6 separate regions of the Mus musculus genome follow, and all the other regions are linked to region 3. A link is a contact called in public promoter capture Hi-C data. All regions are on one chromosome and are shown on one strand. Each heading gives the region's core, a stretch centred on a gene start, on an enhancer-like site or on the middle of the called end of the contact. The rest is flanking DNA. Distances are from core to core; before and after follow the strand shown.

Region 1 (2,700 bases), core at 116-2,615, 690 kb after region 3:
TATTAGCACTGATCCTCATGGTCTCTGCTTCAGTTCCTACTTAGAATCCTCTCTCAAGGTCCTGCCATGAATCTCTTCAATGATAGACTGAGATGTGGAAGTGTAAACTGAAAGAAACCCTTTCTTCCTCAAGTTGCTTTTGGTCATGGGGTCTTATCACAGCAATGGAAACCCTCACTAAGACACAGGTGCACAAGGGCCTCACTCTGCTCCCTGCAGACACCACCCTCTCCTGCAGCTCAGCTCCTGCCCCTCCCTTGCCCTGGAGCAGCACCACTTTATAGCTCCTGGGGATCTGATGCCCTCTCTGGACCCGGAGGTAGCAGGAATTATCTGGCAGGTCTCATCTCCATTGGGTGGCAGGATCCTGGGGAAGGAACCAACAGCTCCTCCGCGGGCGCTGGTTATAAAGTCCAAGCAGCCCGAGGGCCTCAAATGCCCTGTATCCCAGATGGGACAATGGCGCAGCGAATGCTGCTCCTGCTGCTGGCGGCCGCCCTGACCCTGATCGAGACCCGCGCGGGTGAGTGCGGGGTCGGGAGGGAAACGGCCTCTGCGTGGAGGGGCGGGGACGGCACTGTGGAATCCGCGTCCCCCCGTCGCTCACAAGACCCTCCGCCCTTCTACACCCGCATCCGGAGCCCGGCGCCCTGCTCCCCTCCCGGCCCGCGCAGTGGGCCGGAGTCCCGTGAGGAGGTCCGGGTCTCACCGCGCGCCGCCCCCAGGCTCACACTCGATGCGGTATTTCGAGACCGCCTTGTCCCGCCCTGGCCTCCGGGAACCCCGATTCATCTCTGTCGGCTACGTGGACGACACGCAGTTCGTGCGCTTCGACGGCGACGCGGAGAATCCGAGGTATGAGCCGCGGGCTCCATGGATGGAGCACGAGGGGCGGGAGTATTGGGAGCGGGAGACACAGATCGCCAAGCGCAATGAGCAGAGTTTCCGAGGGAGCCTGAGGACCGCGCAGCGCTACTACAACCAGAGTGAAGGCGGTGAGTGACCCTGGGTGGGAGGTCACGAGCTCGAAATGTCCCTAGACAGGGGCCGGAGATCTCCAATCCCAAGTCTAGGTTCGGGAGCAGAACCGACCCAGGACCGGTTTCCCTTTCACTTTGGAGGAGTCCGCTGGTGGACTAGGCCAGGGCGAGCGGGGGCGGTGCGGGTGAGCGGCGCTGACCTTGGGATCCCGCAGGCCTTCACACGTTCCAGCTGTTGTTCGGCTGTGACGTGGGGTCGGACGGGCGCCTCCTCCGCGGATACCTACAGTTCGCTTATGATGGCCGAGATTACATCGCCCTGAACGAAGACTTGAACACGTGGACGGCGGCGGACCTGGCAGCGCTGATCACCCGACGCAAGTGGGAGCAGGCTGGTGCTGCAGAGCATTACAAGGCCTACCTAGAGGGCGAGTGCGTGGAGTCGCTCCGCAGATACCTGCAGCTCGGGAAGGAGACGCTGCTGCGCACAGGTGCAGGGGCCGCGGGCAGCTCCTCCCTCTGCCCTCGGGCTGGGGCTCAGTCCTGGGGAAGAAGAAACCCTCAGCTGGGGTGATGCCCCTGTCCCAGAAGGGAGAGTGTGTCCCTGGGTCTCTTGATCCCTTGTCACAGTGACTGCACTGACTCTTCCAGGGCTCAGCCTTCTCCCTGGACAGTGCCCAGGCTGTCTCAGGAGGGAAGGAGAGAATTTCCCTGAGGTGACAACAGCTGCTCCCTTCAGTTCCCCTATAGCCTCTGTCAGCCATGGCCTCTCCTAGTCTGGATTCTCTGCCCACACCCACTGTCTGTGGACATGGACTCCTGTCCTGCTGAGTGTGTCAGCCCTTACACCTCAGGACCTGAAGTCGCCTTTACCTGATGGGAGACATGGACTCCCCAACACTAGGCTGGTTGCCCCAGTTTCTAGAATTTTCAAAGAATACATTCTCCCAGATCCCTCCCTGTCTGTAACACAATTCTTTCTATTCCTACAGTGGTGAATGGTCACATGAGCCCTTATGGGCTACCCTGGAGGAATATAAATACTGGAATTTCTTTTTCTTTTTTCTCTTTTCTTTTTCTTCTTTCTTTTTTCTTTCTTTCTTTATTTTTTTTTTTTGAAGGCGTTATTTTGTTTCTAGTCAGTTTTTGTCTGCACTGGAGTGATCCTGTTTCTCCCTGCCCTCCTATTATCATTTGTATCAGTCTACATTGCTAACCTGGATAATTACACAAGATAAGTCAGGGTTCTCATTAAAAGATCGATTATTGTGAGATTACACTGTTTCCTGTCAGACCTAAACATGCAGAAGCCTCCTGCTGTCTCTCTGCCCCCACAAATTACAGTGCTCCCCCTAGTGAATCAGGAATTGGACTTTCTGAGTGACAGGGTCTTCTGAAATCCAGGGCTATAGTGAGCCCTCCCTGTGGGCCCAGTGTGTTCCAGTGAGTGCTGCACTGGGGTCCACAGCTCACTCCAGGGGTCCTGTGTAACATACCTGTACCTTGTCCCCCAGAGTCAGGGGCAGGGAGTCATTTTCTCTGGCTGCACACTTTGTGATGGCTGTTCACTTGAACTGACAGTTAATGTTGGTCTGCAAGATGACCACAGTGGAAGACTCAGTGGTGGCATCCTACCAAGAGCATATGGCCCTAATATCTGATCTTGAAATGAACTCAAACACATATTAAATTACTTTTTTGCCATTCCCTCTTCCATTCT
Region 2 (2,700 bases), core at 153-2,652, 600 kb after region 3:
TTGTCGGGGATGGATTCCCTTGCCCTATGGAAGATTTCAAAGTCTGCACCCACATCCTAAATGTCTCGAACAACAGAGATGCAGATAGCAATTACTTTTCACTCTGTGCCTCCCAAACTGGCAGACATATGAGGGTGCTATGAACAAGGGAACCTTGTACATAGCCTACCACCTGACTGGGTATGGGACCTGCATGTTAGTTCATTTGGCCACGCCATTTCTCATGGCATTCAATTCTTCCACTTAATAAAAGCAAATTCCAAGGTTCATACCTCAACTGTCCATGTTCAAAGGAAGCTTTCAGATAAGCTGCCTTCACATTCAACACCTTTGGAAAGCTCTTCTGCATACAATCTTATGAAAAATGACTTCAGTAGGACTCTAACTTAATGCTTTTATTGATTATTTGAAAATTTCACATGATGTATCCCAATCCCATTCACATCCCAGTCCCCCAAGTTGGCCCTCCCTTATACTCTCCCCCCCCCCCACACCAAAAAAGGAAAAATACCAAGTTTAATTCGTGTTGCCCATATACTTACTGAAGCGTTGTCAAACTCCCAGTGGCCAGCCTCTTAAAGATACCTGGTTCCTTCCTCACCCCGCCCCTGACAGAAGCCATCAGCTGTGTCAGGTCAGCATCCTTATCACAATTTTTAAAAGTTCTCTTCAGTGGCTTTTCTTTTTCTTTTTCTTTTTCTTTTCTTTCTTTCTTTTTCTTTTTCTTTTCTTTTCTTTTCCTTTTCTTCCTTCCTTCCTTCCTTCCTTCCTTCCTTCCTTCCTTCCTTCCTTCCTCCCTCCCTCCCTCCCTCCCTCCCTCCCTCCCTCTCTCTCTCTCTCTTTCTTTCTTTCTCTGTGGGCGATAAGGAAGAGGTTCTCACAGAAGCGTTCTATGTCTCTCATTCTCAGACTGAAATCATACATACCCTGGCCTTTATAGTCAGCAGCACGCCCTTAGGGCTTCAGCCTGGCAGTTTCTGGCTTCAGTATGGACCACAGTGTGGCACTCAGCAGCACGCATTTGGGACTTCCGCGGTTGCGGGCACTAGTTATAAAGTCCACCCAGATCCGCAGGAATCAAACCCGCCCTTAAAGTCTAGATCTGCCTGATGGCGCTCTGCGGGTTTCTCCTATGGCTGGCAGGCGTTCTAGCCCCCGCCACAGTCCTGAGCTGGTGACTGCGGTGTCCTGAGGGAATTGGCCTCTGCGGGGAGGAGCGGGTGGGTGGAGTGGGGCTCCACTGGGGAAGCCCCGCCCCTGCATCGCCAGCTGAACCTTCCGTCTCTTCTCCACCCGGGTCCCAAACCCTAAGCCCTGCTCCCCTCCTGGCCAGAGCACCGTCCTGGAGTCCTGGGAGGACGTCGGAGTTTCACCGCCCGCCATCCACAGGCTCACACTAGCTGTGGTATTCCCTCATCGCCGCCTCCGGACCCGCCTGGGCCTCAGGGAGCCCGGTATCATGGAACTCAGTTTAGTGAACCACAAGGAATTCCTGCCATTTGATAAAAATGCCCTGGCCCCAAGCCATGTGGCTAGAGCAGGAGGGGATGGAGTACCAAGAGCAAGAGACACAGAGAGCCAAGAATGAGGAGCAGATTTTCCAAGTGAACCCTGCTCTTAGCTACTACAACCAGCCCTTTATAGTAAGCAGCACGCATTTTGGACTTCTACAAGGCTTCTGGCTCAGCATGGACCACAGCATCTCAGTCTGTCCTAAGTTTTATCTTCTCCCCTAAAGATTTATTTATTTTATGTATATGAGTACATTGTACATTGTAGCTGTCTTCAGACCAGAAGAGGGCATCAGATTCCATTACGAATGGTTGTGAGCCATGTGGTTGCTGAGATTTGAACTCAGGACCATAGGAACAGTGGTCAGTGCTCTTAACCACTGAGCCATCTCTCCAGCCCCCGTGAGTTCACATTTTTAAAGCATCTTTCCAGGGATCGGCTCTTCTCTGATATTTCCAGGAAGACTTCAGGCTCTGCTGATTCCTCTGCTGCCTCCTCCGCCTGGGAGCCTCCATGGAACTCTCAGGCTCCTCAGAGCTACTCCTCAGGCTGCAGGCAGGAAAAGTTTGGGTGGACCTACTTGAAGCTCAGGATCTGAGCCCAAGTTAATTTGTCAAAGAGATGGTGGCTCCCTTTACAAAGCTCCTATGTGCTTGTTCCTTATGCAGGAGTCTGATGGAAACAACCTGCTACTTACAGTTTCCTTAACCCACTACTATCCAGATGTTGGCAGCACACACTTTTAATCTCAGCACTTGGAAAGCAGAAGCAGGTAGATTTCTGAGTTTAGGCCAACCTGGTCTACAGAGCAAGTTCCACAACACCCAGGGCTACATAGAGAAACTGTCTCTAAAAACAAAACAAAAATACCATGACTCTGGTACATGGTCCAGCCAGTTCTACAATTGCATTTGACCTTATGTTAACTTCATATTTAACCACTTATTGATTTGTATTAATCTTAATGTAAATTTTGTTCTTGTTAACTTTGTCTCTTAATGTTTCTGACACGGTTGTACAGTTATCACCACCTGACTCATGTTCTGTATCTTCACCATCTATTAGGTTATTTTGTGTCCCCATAGATGGACCCCCTACTGAGGTACACGAACTACTTCTTCTACATAGTGGGTTTTGTCATCTTGAAAGAGTTACAGCCTGCCTCAGTCCCTGACTGGAGATCTCTGA
Region 3 (2,700 bases), core at 136-2,635:
CTGAAAACTCTGAAACCAAATCTAAAAACCAATGCAGTGCAGCAACCTGGGTGAGAATATGGAGGGATAAGGTGAAAAGGAAAAGGTGAATAAATATAGTGTGTGGACTTTGGCCAATAATAATGTGTTATTTGTCAATGAAAGGAAATCAGTTGGGAGTTATAGACACTTCACACACTGTTTTCTCAATTTTTTCTGTAAATGTACAACTGTTCTAAAAAAAATTAAGTGTATTCAAAAGTGTGGGCAGATGCCTGTAATCTCTGTAATCGAAGCACTCGAGGCAGGAGGCTAACCTGGGCTGCCATGGTCAGTTTCAGACCATTTTGGATACATGGAGACACCCTGTCGTTGTCATCACCATCGTCATCATTATCAAATTTAAAAGTTGCAGTTTTAAAGGCATTAATGAAAGCTTTCTTTTAGAAAAATATGGGTTTGTTTGTTTGTTTGTTTTAACTTGGGAGGAATACTCTAGGCATCATGAATCCATCTCACTAACAAGGGGTTCAGGCATGCATGAACGAGCGCATGTCATTCTTCCCTTCTTTGAAACACACACAAATGGTTGTGTTGTCAAAATCTGGAATGTACGGGGAATTGTTAAGTGTCTCCTCCTATTCACTTCCCAAAGTTAAATTCATACATTTCTTTTCTTTTCTTTTTTTTTTTTTTGGGTGGGGGTGGGGGTGGGGGTCAAGACAGGGGCTCTCTTTGTAGCCCTGGTTATCCTAGAATTCATTTAGTCTGTAAACCAGACTGGCCTCTAACTCCCAAGCACTGGGTGTAAAGGCGTGCACCAGTCCACAGCCAGGTTTATACTTTCTTTTCCTAAGCTAATTAGGTAGTAAAATCATCAGTGATAACGAACGCACAGCTCTTGGTACAACTAGCTAAACCAGTTTACTCTGAGGATAAATAAATAAAAAAAAAATAAACAGATACATAAATATAAGACCTGCTTCTGGTCATGCAGGGCTCCAAGCCACCAGGTGGAACGTCATCCGGGTCCCGCTCACTTCTGGCTCTGGGGACTGGAAGAGACTGAAGTAAGTCTGGGTTGGACCTGAGGAGGAAGGAACACGGCGAGCTCAGGGCGAAAGGCCCAAAGGCGAGCCGGGGACGCGGCGCTCACGCGAGCTCGCCGTCCCGCGCGCCCGGGCCTGGTTAGCCCTGCCCAGGGCCCGCGGCCGCCTTCGCTGTCCCCACCCGGGTCGCACGGCGGCCGCTCCTCCGCGTCTCCTCACCAGTGCAAACCGCACTCACCCGCGCCGCTCTCCGGGCCGGGTCACTCCTCTCCCTGGAGCTGCTCCGCGGGGTAGGTCCTGAGCAAGCAGCCGGCACCACAGTCTCCCCGCCCAGCAGTCTCCGGGAGCTCCGGGCCCTCCGCCGAGATTTCTCTGGGACCAGCCCTGGGATTGGCTCTTGCCAAACTCCATCCTCCAATGGGAACTTCAGGATTCTTGACGTCACTGATCACTGGGCAAATCCCCAGGCAGCGGCCAAAGAGGTGAAGCGGCCGGGCCCGAGAAAAGGAAAGTGAAATCGGAAGCGGCCAGTGCGTCACGGTTGTCTTCCAGCTGCTGAGGTCGCGCGAGGCCTCGTGTAGGTTAGGGTGCTGAAGCCCCCATAGCTTTCGAGACCCCATTTCTGATTCCCTGCGGTTAGGGGTGGGCTGGGGTGTCTGCAAGGGCTGGGTTTTAGATGGGGTTTCCTCCTCAGGGCCTGCCTCTAACTAAGATCAGACCAGTCTATCAAGTTTTTCCAAGATCCATCACAAATATCATTTTCGAAGCTCCTGGCTAGGATGAACCATTTTTGACAACTAGCCTTCCTTACACAAGGCAGGTGCTGTTCCTGCTGTACAGAACAAAGTAAACACACATACACATTCCACACTCCACCCCACACCACAGTGATAGTTCAGTGGGTAAAGATGCTTGCCACCAAATCAGATGACTGGCTTTCAAATCCCATATCCCCCACATGATGGGACATGAGAACATCTATTCTGGTTGTCCTCTAAGCTCCACAAGCACATGCACTCTCCACCTACGCTAAATAAATAAATGCAAAACATTTAAAGATCCTGGCGCTAGGGAAACCGAGGCATTAGAGTTCAATACCAGCCTGGGCTACGAAGGGGGAATTTGTTGAAAACTGAGAAAAACTACAGAACCTGCAATATCTGGTACTGAGGCCCTCTACAGGAGCTTTGAGAGCCTCCTGCAGCTCCACAGCCAAGGACTCGACCACGCCCACTAGCCTGAAAGCCCTTTTTGCACACAGCTTTCTGCTCTGCAGGAAATCCACAGTTCCTGCTACTTCCAAAGAAGTAGTCCGAGCTGCAGGAGGGCTCCGAGTCCTAAGTCCTAACATTTCACCAACATATGGGGAGTGCTTTTGAGTTTCCTGTGAGCTGTTGTAGGGGGTGGAGCGGAGTTCTGGATGCCTGTGCTCTGGACTTTGATCTCAGCACACCCTAAAATCACTAGATACCTGCTCTTTCAGTTGATATTGGGGGTGGGAGCTTTGTTTTGTTTTGTTTAGAGACAGAGTCTCACTATGTAGCTCTGGCTGTCCTGGAACTCGCTCTGTAGACCAGGCTGCCCATATTCAGTACCGGTTCTTCCCACTCTGCCTGCGTTTCCCTTATATCTACAATAAAAATCTTCTCCATACTTAAGGAATAGTCACAGG
Region 4 (2,700 bases), core at 113-2,612, 820 kb after region 3:
TAATGGATTTAGCTGCAGCAGCACTCCAATGCACAATTATCATTCCACTTGGTTCTCTTTTACCCCATCTTTCCATCTTCACCCTCCCTGGTTGTATGTGGGACAGCTTACAGAATAAGGGCACTGAGCACTCTTGCCAGGCCATTGGCTAGGCTGGTAGCTAGCAAGCCCCAGTGATTCCCTCTTCAACACCCCCAGCACTCAAGTCACTGATGTGGCCAGAGGTAGCTGTTTACAGGGGTGCTTGAGATTTGAACTCAGGTCCTCATGTTTGCACAGGGCACAAATTGCTCTTCCAGAGAACCAGACTCAATTTCCTGAATCCATATCTGGTGGCTGACAATCATCTCTGACTCCAACTCCATGGTAGCCAATGCCACATCCTTGGATGCCCACCCAAATGTGGCACACATTCACGCACACACTGTGGTAGTTTGAATATGCTTGGCCCAGGAAGTGGAACTATTAGGTGGTGTAGCCTTGTTGAAGGAAGTGTGTCACTGTGAGGGTGGGCTTTGAGACCCTTCCCCTGGCTGCCTGGAAGACAGTATTCTGGTGCCCATCACAAGATATAGAGCTCTCAGCTCTATCTCCAGCACCATGCCTGCTTTCATGCTGCCATGCTTCCTGCCTTGATAATAATGGACTGAACCTATGAACCTGTAAGCCAGCCCCAGTTAAATGTTATCCTTTGTAAGAGTTGCCTTGGTGTCTCTTCACAGAAATGGAAACCCTAAGACTAAGACACACACACACACACACACACACACACACACACACACACCAGTTAAAAATAAGATGAATCTTTTTTTCTAAAAGAAAATAACAGAAACTACCTAATGAGAAGGAAACAGAAAGCAACAGGCACACTACACTAGAACAGTGGATGCCTTGTCTGGAAGGCTCTTGATGCTTTAGGTAATTACACTGAAATGACTGCAGTTCCACAAAGATACAAGTTAGCTAACTACCCAGCAGTAGAAAAGTGCTACAGTTTCGGTTTCGACTTCCCAGCTTCATCACTTCCCCACCCCCACCCCGCAGGAAAGCGCTGAAGTCTGACAGACTGACAGTGGGGCGGGGCGCTGAAGTCTAACACTGTTAACTGCCCCAAAGCCCAAAGTAAACAAGCTGAAACTCCTGGAAAAGAGTCAGAAATGTCATACAGAGGGCTCACTCCCCCTAGGGGCACTAGCCTGCAAGCCAGCAGACCCATATCCAGAAAAGAAAGCCTTCATCCTAGTGGGAAGCTCTGCAGGAACCCCTAAAGCTTGAAACTGAACCAGCCTTATCTGTTAACAGGCTTCACCCCACCCCCACCCCCACCCTATTGGTTTCCGCAGGCAGTCGCGACTTCTCTAAAGTCTAGTTTCTCAGGACAGTGGAAGCTTAAAGCTTGATCCTGACACCATGTGGGCTCTTATCTTCTGGCTTCTGAGTCACCCCCAGGACGGCGGAGCCCGTAAGTAGGGTTGTGTGCTGGGTAAATTTAAGACCGGAAAACCTCCAACCTCGAACCTTGGGCCATTTTGCAGAAGACTAGGTTTCAGTTAGTAGCTCTGTCTTCAAACTTGCTATGTAGACCAGGCTGGCCTTGAACTCAAAGGAGTTGGGACTAAAGGCATGCACCGCCAAACCAGCCCTTTCCTTACATTCTAATGTGGTTTTGAGTATTTGCTTGTATGTGTGCATAACATGCCAGAGGTCAGAAGAGGGCATGAAGCTCCCTCCAGCTGGTGCTCAGAACTATACCACAGTCTTCTGGAAGAACAGTAAGTGCTCTTAACAGCTGGGCTGCCTTCCCTACTTCTGCGAACTACATGTTTACTTATAAAGTATACACTGTGCACACTGTTGTGTAAATTTATCCATATGCATGTTTGTGTGTGCTCATGTGTAGCCTGCAACCCATAGTATAGCCCAGATGTGGAGGTCAGAGGACAACCTAATTTGGATCAGGTCTCCTTCCACCATATGGGTGGCAGCAGGTGCCTTTACTAGCTGAGCAGTCTGTCTCCCTGGCATCATCATTTGTTAAAGTCCTGGTTCTTTCTGCCAGCCCCATGCTCCTGGACATAAGATTCAGGCTCAAATTATATTTACAAATACCTTGGCCATATAGCTAGGCTCTACTCTGACTAGATTATAACTAAAAAATACCCATTTATTTTAAGCTGCATTTTGCCACGTGGCTGATTACTTGTGCTCAGGTACCACGTGTCCATGTGTCTGTCTCCTCACCTTTTTCCAGGCTCCTCTCTCTCCCGGACTCCTCCTCTCCCAGAATTCTTTCTCCTCCCAATGTCCCACCTCTATTTCCTGCTTAAGCTGTAGGCTTTTAAATTGACAGGTAAGGCATCCACAATACACAAGATGATCTCTCTACAGTCATTATCATTATCATCATCATTAATAATAATTATTGTATTATAGGATTCTATTTATGTGACCCTCAAATTCATGATCCTCCTGCCTCACACATACATGTATAATTATGTATTTCTGCTAGCTGGTTATAATGGTTGATTTCGTGTGTCAATTTGACTAGAACACAATATTCAGTTGAAATGGAGCTGGATATGGCATCTCACACCCATGATCCTGTAATCATTTGGAAGACTGAGTAGGAAGATTACTGAGTTCTAGGCAACCCTCCACCCAACCCCAGAAAAATAACTACTGTAGATATTTCAGGATGTG
Region 5 (2,700 bases), core at 45-2,544, 790 kb after region 3:
CCCCCATCTCCCTCTCATGGCCAGGTCTATTCTGCTGGCTGTGTTCAGTCTGAGCTCTTCCTTTTCCTTCACCACGACTAGAACTGTGAAATGGCTGTACCATTTTCATTCACTACCACCCTCACTCTAGCTCAATTAGATTTTCATGACCCCTGACAACCATTTCCCACACAAAGAAGAATGAGGCAGTGCTGGGCTCCTTCTCCCCAGCCCTCCCCCAATAACCACCCTGACTATTAACCTTCACAAGGTCAGTCCATCAAATGCTAGTTCAGTGAAGGGACTCTGCAAAAGTCATTAGGGCTCCGAACCAGCTGACTTTACTCTGAGGGACTGTCCTGATCAGGGCAAATATTAAAAGGACTGCGTTCTGTGCCCAGACCCACAGTGTGATGACTCTACACAGGAGATTTCCTCCAATGGCCTTCATAAAGCCACCCAAAGAACCCAAAGTCCATGGAGAGTAACCAACATTCCTGCTCTGCTCCATCCAGCAAGGACAGGGGACCTTGCCCAGAAACTGAGAAATGGAATCCTGCCACATGTTCCCTGTGAGCTTTGAGAACTCTGCTTCAGAGATGAGTCCCAACCTTGTGCAAAACTCCATAATGCGAGCTAGTCAACTTGGCAGGTTCATTGAGAAAATATAACTCACTGGTCCTTGGCAGTGCATGTCTTTAATGCCAGCACTCGGGGGTGAGAAACAGGTGGATCTCCTGAGTTTGAGGCAAGCCTGGCCTAAAAAGGAAAGTCCTGAAGGGAGACAGACAGACAGACAGACAGACAGACAGACAGACAGACAGGAGAAGGGATCTCACCTAGGTCTCCAGTGAATTCTACCAAAAAGCTGGCTATTGCCAACATGGGCCCTGGGATGTTTCCTTCTGGAGGAGTCCTGTGTCCCATGAGAGGGCCTGAGATCAGTGTGCAGTCTCCCCTGGATTCCACAGACAGCCTCTGAACAGGTCTCGGGAAGACGGAGTGAAGGAACAGCTCTTTCAGCGCTTTCTGGGCACTTTGGGAGTCTGTGCAAATCCCTGGCAGGCAAGGACTCTCAGGACCTCAAGAGGAAAGTAGCTGGGAGAGTCCCTAATTGGCTTAGTTTCACTTTCGAATCCCCAACTTCTCTTGAGTTTTTCTGCCTAGATATTGATGACTTGGCACTAGTTCTCACTTTCTGTAGGGCAATTTCTCCTAATTATTTGATTGGCTAATAACGACGACAAGAAGCCAATCGCTGGGCTAAGATGAAAAGGCAAGAAAGGAAGTCATGACGTGGGAGAAAGGAACGCCTTTTACCGCCCTGCTCTCTCTGCGACCCTCCTCTCCCCAGGCAGGGTTGAGAGCAAGAAGGTGCAGGATGTAGGCCTGCAGAATTGTCAGACCCAGTGGCGGCTTTTGCCACTGGAAGAATTTCCAACATAAAACAGAGGATCAGTTTGGGACAATCGATTCTGCGACCAGAGGTAGTGTCATTTGGTTACTTTTAAAATTCAGATTTTCTGGTGTTTTCCAATCACTCGCGACTGTAATTTGAAGTTGGGTTCTGAGATAATACAATCGCTGTCGCTCTAGTTTATAAAGCTGTCCAAGATCTGCCCAGTCCCAGATGTCCTGGGTCCTCAGGGCCGCTGTGGTCTGCGCCCTTCTCCTGCAGCTGGATGCCAGACCATCCTGGACTCGGATCCCTTTGGGTGAGTGAGACCGGGGAGGGAAACTGTCTCTACTGGGAAGGCTAGGGATAGCACCACCCAGTCTCTGCACCACCCAGCAAGATCCTCCAGCCCCCCTTTTTCAGCTGTCCCGAGCTTGGCGCCCTGCTCCCTTCCCGGCCCGCACTCCCGCTCGAGATCGAGATGGGGATCGAGGAGGAGGAGGTCGGGGTCTCATCGCGCTCCTCCTCCCAGGTTCACACTCGCTTAGGTATTTCTACACCGCTGTGTCCCGGCCTGGCCTTGGGGAGCCCTGGTTCATAATCGTCGGCTATGTGGACGACATGCAGGTCCTGCGCTTCAGCAGCAAGGAGGAGACTCCGAGGATGGCACCCTGGCTGGAGCAGGAGGAAGCAGATAACTGGGAGCAGCAGACTCGTATAGTCACAATTCAAGGACAGCTGTCTGAAAGGAATCTGATGACCCTGGTTCATTTTTACAACAAGAGCATGGACGGTGAGTGATCCGAACCCATCCCAAGGATGTACCAGGGTTGTCCATATTCACTAGACCAGAGTTTCACCCAACACATGCCCAGTTCCTCAAAAACCAAGAGTCTGCAGGGATTTACTTGGAGTTGGTCTGTGTTCTACTCGTGTTGCTGCGACAGGACTGACCACCAACTATGTCCTTCCTAGACTCTCACACACTACAGTGGCTGCAAGGCTGCGATGTGGAGCCAGATCGGCACCTGTGTCTCTGGTACAACCAGCTCGCCTATGATAGCGAGGATCTCCCCACCCTGAACGAAAACCCAAGTTCCTGTACAGTGGGAAACAGCACTGTACCTCACATCTCTCAGGACCTGAAGAGCCACTGCTCAGATCTGCTGCAGAAATACCTGGAAAAAGGGAAGGAGAGGCTGCTGCGTTCAGGTGCCCAGGGGAGCCAAACCATGTCTGTTTCCTTTAGGCTACTTGCTGGGAGTTTGGAGAGCTGGAGGTGCTGGGTGGGAAGAGAGGACTTGGAGTACAGCTCACAGTTGAGC
Region 6 (2,700 bases), core at 3-2,502, 580 kb after region 3:
ACAAAAGGTACCAGATGCATGCCAAACCAAACAACCTGGATTATCTGCTGCCTGGGTAATCTTCACACAAGACTGAGACAAGAAACTGCAGTGAGGGCATTCAGTTCCTCCTACCACCTCAACAGGACTTTGTCCACTCTACTCTTACCTTTGTGCCTTGACTGTGGTTCTTTGTGGCAAGATAATTGGTTGGTGAAAATATGGAACAAAGGATCCACTAATGTGATCTCTTGAGTTGCGTGGTAATTTGTCAGTGGATGGGTGTGGAAACTGTATGTTCTTGAGTCTCACCTTCTGTCCTTAATGGAGGTTTGGGTAAGCTTAGGAATCCACATTTTAATACACTCCCCTCATTTGTCTCTGAAGGCCCATACAAAACACCCAGGGTAAGTTTCAACGAATTGCCTAACTCTGAGCCAGCAGTCTGGTTCCCCACAGATCCTGCAGGGGCCTGGATCCCTCTGCTTCTGACCTTAGCCAGTAACTGGGAATCAGAAGTAAACACCAAGCCAGGTTGAATAAATGAGAAAAGGTCAGAGGAAGGAGGGTGAAGTAGATACTAATAAATAGCCGAGGAGACCGGCCATGCTGTTGTCTGGTTATTTGTGCTGTTCATGTAGCTACTAGCCCTTGGAACAGCAAGTGCCTTTAATAAGAAGTGGGAGAAAGGCAAGAAGCTCTTTGCTTAGGGATGTTTTGTCCTGTTAACTTATTTCCTCCCTTGTGATCTGATCTTTCACACTTTCAGGTCCATGGGCACTAATGCTTTTTATTTTTGAGACAGGGTCTGGCAATGTAGCCCATAATTCATATCCTGTAATTTATGGTAGTCCTACCTCAACCTCTCCAGTGGTGAGATAGCCAGAATATAACACCAGTTATTCTGGGCATTGACTGTTTTGTTATGTTACATCCGTTCATAGAAGTCCCAAGCATCTACCCTCGGCTTCAGAAGAGTAAGACAAAATCTAACCCAATGTCCACCGCAAACAACCCTCTTTCCAACCATAAAAGACAGGACTTCGGTCCTGTTATGTTTATGTACTTTAAGATCCTTTACCTGTTCCACGTCTACCTAATACGTGAGGGATACCAAACTAGGGCTGCCTGCACACAGAAGACCTGTGGGGTCCTCTGGTTTCTGACAGAAGCTGGTGCGGGGCTGAGGGCCCCCCCCCCTCCCGCACTACAGTTCCCAGCAGACGTTGCGCACTGCGCACGTCTGGGGCGGGACATCCGCAAGGAGGGGCAGACACTCATGGCGGGCCCAGTGAAGGACCGGGAAGCCTTCCAGAGACTCAGCTTCCTGTACCAGGTGAGACGCGCTCGGGGTGGGTGGCAGCCCGGTGTTGCGGCCGCAGAGTAACCTGGATGGCCGTCCTTGTTCCCAGGCTGCACACTGCGTCCTCTCTCAGAACCCCGAGAACCAGGCGCTGGCTAGGTTTTACTGCCACACAGAGAAAACCATCGCGAAGCGGCTGGTCCTCCGGCAGTAAGGCACAGGGTGGCGGGCAGGACCCGGGGCGCGGGCTGGCAGGCAGGCAGACAGCGACCTCCTCTCTTCCTCACCCAGGGACCCCTCTGTGAAGAGGACGCTCTGTCGCAGCTGCTCCTCTCTCCTCATTCCGGGCCTCACCTGCACGCAGCGCCAGAGACGTGAGTGCTGCCCCAGAGACATTTGTGAGGTGGGGACACTAGAGGACAGGGCAGGGCTCAGCAGCTCCACCTAGAGATGGAGACTTTCTGCAGCTGACTTAGTCCCTAAAACTATCTTGGACTACATGACACTCCTTAGTTTAAAAAAAAAACAAAAACAAAAAAAACAAAGCGATTTCGTTATTATTTCATTCCTAGGGTGCATTAAGCACTACTTACTAGCTGAGTGGGTTGTGGAGGTTCACGCCTTTTATCCCAGCACTTGGGAGGTAGAAGCAGGTGGATTTCATGAGTTTAAGCCTATCCTGATCTACATAATCCGGACTGGCCAGGTCTGCATAAAGAAACCCTGTCTCACACAAAAACACATACTGTCTCTTTGCTTTTGGTTTTGATTTTGTTTTGTTTTGTTTTTTGGCACAAGTGTCACAGTAGCCCAGACTGGCCTCCAATTCCCTGCAGTCTCCTGCCCCCACATCCCTAGCTAGGATTACAAGCATGAGACAACACACCCAGCTACTGGAGTCGTAATTTTAAATGCTTCAGTTGGTAGGGGTAGAGTGCTGAGTCCTACCAGTGGCAGGGAGGTAGGTATAACATGATAAACAAGAGTCAAACACTCTAGACGCTGGGATTCCCACACGAGAGAATGTGTGCTTTGTAGGGGCTTGGGAGATGGTTCCGTGGTTACTGTGCCCGATAAGCTTAAGTGTGAGGGCCTGACTTCAGATCTCCAACACCTGTGTACAAGCAGGTTGTAAGCCCAGCCAGCCTTGGGGAGCAGGTGAAGACGTACAGATCCTCCAGAGCACTCTCTGGCCAGGCAGTCTAGCTGAAAACATCTAGTCCCAGGTTCAGTGAGAGACCCTGTTCCAAAAAGACATGGTGGAATGTGGTAAAGGAAGACAGACACCCAAACTAGATTTCTGTCCTCCACATATATATCTAGATGAGTGTTCCTGTGTGCATACACACACACACACACACAAACACACGTACTCATGCATATAACAGTAACACATATGTGTATATACAATATGAATG

Evidence for each region. Promoter capture Hi-C pulls out the DNA fragments that hold promoters and counts their contacts.
Region 1: a promoter capture Hi-C map of embryonic stem cells shows a contact between it and region 3, with 2.5 times the contacts expected there. The contact joins the promoter of 2410017I17Rik here to the promoter of Trim26 in region 3. A contact is called at or near these places in 5 of 39 promoter capture datasets (embryonic stem cells, hippocampal neurons, liver and 1 more), 1 of 484 Hi-C or Micro-C datasets (embryonic stem cells) and 2 of 115 datasets of contacts at active chromatin or transcription factors (astrocytes and embryonic stem cells).
Region 2: a promoter capture Hi-C map of frontonasal cranial neural crest shows a contact between it and region 3. The contact joins the enhancer-like site here to the promoter of Trim26 in region 3. A contact is called at or near these places in 7 of 39 promoter capture datasets (the 3T3-L1 cell line, the C10 cell line, cranial neural crest and 4 more) and 4 of 115 datasets of contacts at active chromatin or transcription factors (astrocytes, bone marrow-derived dendritic cells, embryonic fibroblasts and 1 more).
Region 4: a promoter capture Hi-C map of pre-B cells shows a contact between it and region 3, with 5 times the contacts expected there. The contact joins the promoter of H2-T24 here to the promoter of Trim26 in region 3. A contact is called at or near these places in 8 of 39 promoter capture datasets (the 3T3-L1 cell line, the SN4741 cell line, cranial neural crest and 5 more) and 3 of 115 datasets of contacts at active chromatin or transcription factors (astrocytes, embryonic stem cells and pancreatic cancer cells).
Region 5: a contact with region 3 is called in a promoter capture Hi-C map of pre-B cells, with 7 times the contacts expected there. The contact joins the promoter of H2-T22 here to the promoter of Trim26 in region 3. A contact is called at or near these places in 3 of 39 promoter capture datasets (hippocampal neurons, liver and pre-B cells) and 2 of 115 datasets of contacts at active chromatin or transcription factors (embryonic stem cells and pancreatic cancer cells).
Region 6: a promoter capture Hi-C map of pre-B cells shows a contact between it and region 3, with 12 times the contacts expected there. The contact joins the promoter of Rpp21 here to the promoter of Trim26 in region 3. A contact is called at or near these places in 23 of 39 promoter capture datasets (the 3T3-L1 cell line, 3T3-L1-derived adipocytes, the C10 cell line and 16 more), 1 of 15 datasets of contacts at CTCF or cohesin (the NIH/3T3 cell line), 2 of 484 Hi-C or Micro-C datasets (erythroblasts and neutrophils), 15 of 115 datasets of contacts at active chromatin or transcription factors (the 230-238 cell line, the NIH/3T3 cell line, acute myeloid leukemia and 9 more) and 5 of 9 other capture datasets (adipose tissue, embryonic stem cells, liver and 2 more).

What each region holds. Positions count from the first base shown.
Region 1 is chr17:36,143,683-36,146,382 of GRCm38.p6, reverse strand. 2410017I17Rik (RIKEN cDNA 2410017I17 gene) reads right to left here and starts at 1,365. Exons shown (of 4, transcript NR_033517.1): 1 at 1,181-1,365. It overlaps Gm10499 (predicted gene 10499), which reads left to right and starts at 434. Exons shown (of 8, transcript NM_001370818.1): 1 at 434-523; 2 at 726-995; 3 at 1,196-1,471. The coding sequence starts at 460. It also overlaps a transcript of Gm8909 not described here.
Region 2 is chr17:36,236,178-36,238,877 of GRCm38.p6, reverse strand. No RefSeq gene overlaps it. Among named protein-coding and RNA genes, the nearest start is that of Rpp21, 20 kb to the left of the region's middle. Within about 2 kb of position 1,402, at least 65 of the 459 cell types and tissues checked have an H3K27ac peak or open chromatin away from gene starts, as enhancers often do. A contact at or near this core is called in embryonic fibroblasts, where this site is marked.
Region 3 is chr17:36,835,831-36,838,530 of GRCm38.p6, reverse strand. It overlaps Trim26 (tripartite motif-containing 26), which reads right to left and starts at 1,385. Exons shown (of 10, transcript NM_001025599.3): 1 at 1,267-1,385; 2 at 959-1,066.
Region 4 is chr17:36,019,222-36,021,921 of GRCm38.p6, reverse strand. H2-T24 (histocompatibility 2, T region locus 24) reads left to right here and starts at 1,362. Exons shown (of 6, transcript NM_008207.3): 1 at 1,362-1,462. The coding sequence starts at 1,411. All of the region lies in intron 1 of A930015D03Rik (RIKEN cDNA A930015D03 gene), which reads right to left.
Region 5 is chr17:36,041,336-36,044,035 of GRCm38.p6, reverse strand. It overlaps H2-T22 (histocompatibility 2, T region locus 22), which reads left to right and starts at 1,294. Exons shown (of 9, transcript NM_010397.5): 1 at 1,294-1,694; 2 at 1,908-2,168; 3 at 2,351-2,587. The coding sequence starts at 1,610. Gm6034 (predicted gene 6034) reads right to left here and starts at 1,075. Exons shown (of 3, transcript NM_001034909.3): 1 at 819-1,075. The coding sequence starts at 906.
Region 6 is chr17:36,256,398-36,259,097 of GRCm38.p6, reverse strand. Rpp21 (ribonuclease P 21 subunit) reads left to right here and starts at 1,252. Exons shown (of 5, transcript NM_026308.2): 1 at 1,252-1,315; 2 at 1,392-1,492; 3 at 1,574-1,656. The coding sequence starts at 1,259. It overlaps Trim39 (tripartite motif-containing 39), which reads left to right. Exons shown (of 7, transcript NM_178281.1): 7 at 1-225.